2 separate regions of the Oryctolagus cuniculus genome follow, and region 2 is linked to region 1. Evidence: chromatin contacts called from public Hi-C data. All regions are on one chromosome and are shown on one strand. The core of a region is the stretch at or near the end of the contact, and the rest is flanking DNA. Distances in the headings are between cores, read along the strand shown.

What was found. Hi-C and Micro-C count contacts between places; a contact is called where the count stands out from the background.
Region 2: a contact with region 1 is called in a Hi-C map of an unstated tissue, with 4 times the contacts expected there. The contact joins the enhancer-like site here to the promoter of IL1R1 in region 1. A contact is called at or near these places in 3 of 6 Hi-C or Micro-C datasets (liver, psoas muscle and an unstated tissue).

What each region holds. Positions count from the first base shown.
Region 1 is chr2:106,582,176-106,584,961 of mOryCun1.1, forward strand. IL1R1 (interleukin 1 receptor type 1) reads right to left here and starts at 1,378. Exons shown (of 13, transcript XM_008253215.4): 1 at 906-1,378.
Region 2 is chr2:106,680,827-106,683,612 of mOryCun1.1, forward strand. It overlaps IL1R2 (interleukin 1 receptor type 2), which reads right to left. Exons shown (of 9, transcript XM_008253249.4): 8 at 1,712-1,854; 9 at 1-766. The coding sequence ends at 582. Among named protein-coding and RNA genes, the nearest start is that of IL1R2, 34 kb to the right of the region's middle. Within about 2 kb of position 1,420, at least 2 of the 8 cell types and tissues checked have an H3K27ac peak or open chromatin away from gene starts, as enhancers often do.

The sequences.
Region 1 (2,786 bases), core at 128-2,627:
GGGGCCGGCGCTGTGGTGTAGTGGGTGAAGCCTTTGCCTGCAGTGCTGGCATCCCATATGGGCACAAGTTCAAGTCCTGGCTGCTCCACTTCCAGTCCAGCTCTCTACTGTGGCCTGGGAAAGCAGTAGAAGATGGCCCAGGTCCTTGGGCCCCTGCATCTGCATGGGAAGACCCAGAAGAAGCTCCTGGCTTTGGATCAGTGCCACTCTGGCCGTTGCAGCCAGTTGGGGAATGAACCAGTGAATGGAAGACCTCTCCCTCTGTCTCTGCCTCTCCTTCTCTCTATGTAACTACAACTTTCAAATAAAATAAATAAGTCTTTTAAAAAAAAATTGCAAAGCTGATGGAAAAACCACGTGTATGCTTTTATGATGACATTCTAAGCCCTTCTTGAAGGAAACGTGTCCAACTCTCACCAAGGCAATGTACTATCGCTTTAAATGCAAGTAATGTACTGTTAATAACCGTACAATCCTTCAGTCAAACAAGGAGGGAGATTAGGCTCCTCCGGCCCAGTGAAGCTTACTGGAAAGTGATCAAGTAAGTCTCAATTCTAACACCACAGCCCGTGATGGGAAGATTTTGTTTCCAATCCCCTTTCCTTAACAAAACTCACTACTTAGCAAACCTCACATAACTCTGAATGTCTTGTAAGTAGTTCATACTTATAAAATATAGGGCTTCTGTGTCTCCGGATTAATCTTCCATGGAATAAACACAGGTAAACACAGCTGAGTTCTTATTAGGACACGTCTTAAGGTTAAAGGTATTTACAAAGCCACATGCTAACAGCACAAAATCACCTTCACCGATCCCATGGATCCCTCCTACAGTGTGTAAGAACATCACACATTAGAGGAATAAACACAGAAACAAAACTCCGAAGGGCAATGAGTTATCTTACCGTCTCCACTCTTCACCACCGGGGCCCGCCGGTCTTGCAGGAGCTGCTAACGCACAAGGTATCCCGGCAAGATTCCCTCCCCCAAACAAAGCTGCTGTGTGGACGCTGGCTATGAAACACAGCAGCGTGTTCTGGGGTCAGCCCTGGACAGCACAGCTAGGGCCTGTTCTTTCTCCAAAGAAGCGCGGGTCAGGTCCATGCCCCACGAGAGCGACAGCTCACATTTTGTCAGAGGGTCCAGGGAAAGTGGACTCCTGGCGACGCCTGTGTCAGAGCCTTTTAGGGTTTTACTCCTGCAGCAGTGACACATCTGGGGAGCTAGGAGCAGGAAACTCAGAGCCAGGCACACAGCCAGAATCATTCAGCAAACATGCCAAGCCCTTACGAAACTCAGTCCCCCAACAGCCCATTGCCTCCAGGGTTTGCCAAGGCTAGCTCACTTGTTTCTCTCTCTCTCTCTCTCTCTCTCTCTCTCTCTCCCCCCCCCCAATGTGGCCCTGGGTTATTCTTGGACAGGGCCAGCCACTCCTGTCCAGGAGATAAGGCATTCATGTCATTGAAGTCCTGACCAGTCTAAGCCTGGGGTCCCGTGCCTTTGCCCCATCGGCCAGCCTGTCAGTCCTTCTTAGCATGAGCAGTTCTGCCCCTGCTCCAGGCCCATGGCTCTGCCTTGTGCCCCAAGAACAATGGAAGTCTCTCTGCTCTGCAGCCTGGAGGTGAGGTGACCCCCTAGATCACTCCTCTGCTCAGGATGATACACCAAGTGCACAGGTTGGACATGGCGGACTCAAGATAACTAGGAGTTGGAGCCAGGGCCCCTGGCTTCCATGCATGCCAGCCACAGCCACCAGAGGAGACTAAGTTGTTGGGGTATCATGTTTATTTCTCTTTTAACCTCTCCTGTGCCCTGCAGTCAGATGAGCATTCTCAATACGGTAGAGTCCAGCCTGTCACAGGGCCGCCTAGAGGCCAAGACAGAAGGTGAGCAACGCTCCCACTGGGCATTCAAAGCCTCCATCCAGCTGATAGTGACACGCCTCGCCACCATTACTCCCAACCTTTCCCAGAACCCTTTGCACTAGAATGGGTGGGCCGCTTCTGGCTCCAGAAGACAGCGTTCCAACTTTGTTCTTAACACCCCGCAGCTCCTATTCTGCCATTTCCTCTCCTTTCCCCATTGAACATGTCCCTGCTCAACGCACGTCCCGCCTCCTTTTCACGCCTCTCGCTATCTTCCAGTCTTCAACACTGTTCACTCAAGCACAGCCCCAACTGTACTCTGTGATAATTCTCCCTGCTCTGTATCCATGCCTTCTCTCTGTGATAGTAACAGAAATGGCAACACTGGGCACTCCTGTGCCACACAGTCTACTTTAATTCCTTGGACCCATTGTACAGATGAGGAGATAGAACACAAAAGGTACCTTTTCCAAGATTCCTTGGCCAGCAGAGAGAGAGGGGGCCAATCTGGTTGCTCTTCAAGTCATACCTGATATCCAGTGCTATTTATTTGGGAAGGGTTCTTATCTACTCAGGAACAGTGCAATTTCCCGGCAGCCATTATCCCACATTTCTTGGGATCCTTCCCAGAGAGCATCCCAGAATGCCTTCCTGTTCTAGGTAATTACCAAGCAGCTGTGATTAACTGGTAGATTAATGAGCCATATTCCCATTTAGCCACGGTTAGGGATCTCAACAATGTGAAGAATAAACAAAAGGATCTCAAGGTTGAAGGCAGTGACCGTGCAGTAATTTTGTGGACATTGCAGACCTATCTACAATGTGGGTGTTCAGGTCTAGGCTGCGCCTGATGAATCAACGGACTGCTAAGTACGCAGCCTCACCAAAGCATCAGAGAAGTCTCTCGCAGTTCAGCGGAAC
Region 2 (2,786 bases), core at 170-2,669, 99 kb after region 1:
GTATGCCTCAGAAGTAAGCAGAAGTCAGGAACAAGCGTCGAGAAGCAAGTCCCGGCATCTCAACAAGCCTCTTAGCCATCAGGCTAACTGCCCAATCCATTCTATATTAATTATTATCCTTCGGATCACCATTTCAAAAAAAATCAGCAACTCTCATTGCTTCTTACACTTTGGCATTTCTAAATCATCTTTTCCGGGCTCAAAATGAAATTCTGTCTTCCTGAAAGGCAAACTACATCTTACCCTTCTCCGTTTCTACAACATCTCCTAGAGCCTAGCCAAAATAAATTTGAATGCGTGAATGAGTTTCAAAACTCATTTCAGATGTTTGCCACGGGGAGTCAGGCCCAAGGGTATCTCATTCTTTTCAAGAGATCTCAAGTGGTAGAGAATTCCTCAGGCTCAGACTCACGTGCACGTTTGCTCCTGCTGTTGATTGCAAGAAAAATAATGGAACCTAAGACTTCAGCCGCCTACTCAAACCCACCGTTGACAGTGGCTCTGTTAAACAGCTGAGGAAAAGCAGGAGCCATCAGAAAGGCACAGCACTTCCATAAGACAGGATATGGTTCCTGTTGGCATTAAATCATTTCCTTTATTGTACTTGGGTAGGCTGGAAATTCTTGGCAGCCAGTCTTCAGCATAGTCAGACCATATGCTTTTCCAGCTCTGCGTTTGCACCGCCTGTGCATCCATAGTCCCCCCAACACCAAGAAGACCAGCGTCAGGGGGGCCAGTGCAATCTCCCAGGAGAACGAGGAAGAGGCTGTCGGGAGAAGAAAGGCAGGTCAGCACGGGACAGTCCCTGGCTGTAAAACAGGACGCGCCAGTGTAGATTCACAGAAATGAAAAAATTAGAGTTTGTTTGTCCTGATAAATGTGCATTGATATTCAGGAAGTATGTTCCTGACACCAAGGTCGTGGTGTCTCGTAAGCGTCATTCCCTACTCCGGGCTTGGCCAAACCATTGCCTTTCGAGTTTGCCTGCAGCCACCTCCCCAGCAAAGTGGGAGGTGTGGGGCGAATTCTGGTTCTTTGATCCCAGTGAGCCTGCCCTGGGAATCCCTTTGGCTCCTCTGCTTTATCTGCCTGGCTGTCAACAGAAACTGCATACAGGCACCTCCCTTTCCTGTTCAAGATTAAACATCAAGAAGAAATCAATTTGGACAAAACTGATAATGGCTGTTTTTCATTTTATCTTTTAGAAATGTCCCTAAATGGACACTGGGTTACTTGGGCTATTGCCTTGTACTTATTTCCTGTTGTCTAAAGACGCTGACCTTAAAGTTGCCCTCAACCCTGGGTATGTCCCAGTCCTCAGCTCTTGCTGATGAAGTTTTGAACTTCAAGATTAAGAGCGATCCACCTCTTCTAGAGGCCATGTGAGGGGGAGAAAATCCCAGTGAGCTAAGACAGAACCACATGAGGACACAGAGTATGTAAACGTTTATTACGTAACTGTTTTATCTGGTTTCCAAAACTCACATTGCCTTGAAATTTTTTGAGTATGATTTGCCAAAGTCCAGCTCTACCCTAGCCAAAAAAAAAAAAAAACTTACAAATGAAAATGAGAATGTTGCTTTCAGCTGCCCACTGATGGACAAAGCTGAACAATTTCTAGAGTTACTGTCTAGAGAACAAGAAGCTTTATCTAGCATCTGTAGAATTTTCAACATTTTGTTTCTCCCTTCAGTGTGCCCAAAATACATACCTTCTCTGACTGTGGTGTGTAGTGTCTGAACACTCAACGTATTCCGGACCACACACTTAAAATCCGTGTTCAGATCTTCTCTGGTGACTGGATTGAAAATCAATGGCACTTCGATGTAGTTCTCATTATTTTCGGAATATTCCCTGAGGGAAGAAGCAGTCCCTTGCTTTCAGTTTGTCAAAGGCAAGCTTGTCTTTTACAACATAGACAGCTAGTCCTGTGTGATTGGAAGTGCCCATTGTGATTTCCAACTTCCCGAGGGTAGGAGCTCGAGCCACTGTATTCATTACTCATTTGGGAGAATTTCTAAGTCTGCTTCCAAAGGTCAGAGAATTATTGAAGATACTGGTCTCTGTCATAGGGACATTTGTTACAATGGGAACCTACAGGAGCCAGCTTGGTCTGCATAATGGCAAATGTCATCGAATAAGGCCCTTGATGAACAAAGATCCAGCCTTGGAGACAGAAATGTCTAGCCTGGGGAAATTTGACTCCCTCATTGATAAATTATTTGCATACTGAAGAGTAGGGGGTTTCCAGGACTCCAGCCCTGCACCTCTGTTCTCTGTTCTCACTCTGGCTGCTCAAGGACATCAGAGGGCTGCTCACGGACGGGGAGAACAGCTCTAGGTGAGAGAGAGGCCATTTGTGATGTTAGAAGAAGCTGAAGCTACTTCACCATATCTAAACATCACTGAGGGGCCCCGCTAGGACTATTTTTGCTCCATCTATAAGGAAAAAGTATCAGCTTTAAGTAAATAGATGGTGTGAGTAAGCTGACATGGGACATTTGGTTGTGGCCAAGTATTTCGCAACAAGGGCTTGGGAGCAGAGCTAACCACACACAATTTGTATCCAGTAAATTGCACACAGAAAGAATTTCTTTTTGATAAGCCTTCCAAAAAGGACAAAAATGTGTCAAGCAAAAGGTCAGGTTAATTCAGAGTATCAAAAGTGTGATTTTAAAACTACACTGTGCAATGTTGAATCATCTCTCTTTGCATGTGCAAATGCTTCCCCTTGACAGGGTCTAATTGTTCTAGTTTCACGGTGTGAAAACATTGTCTAGAGATGA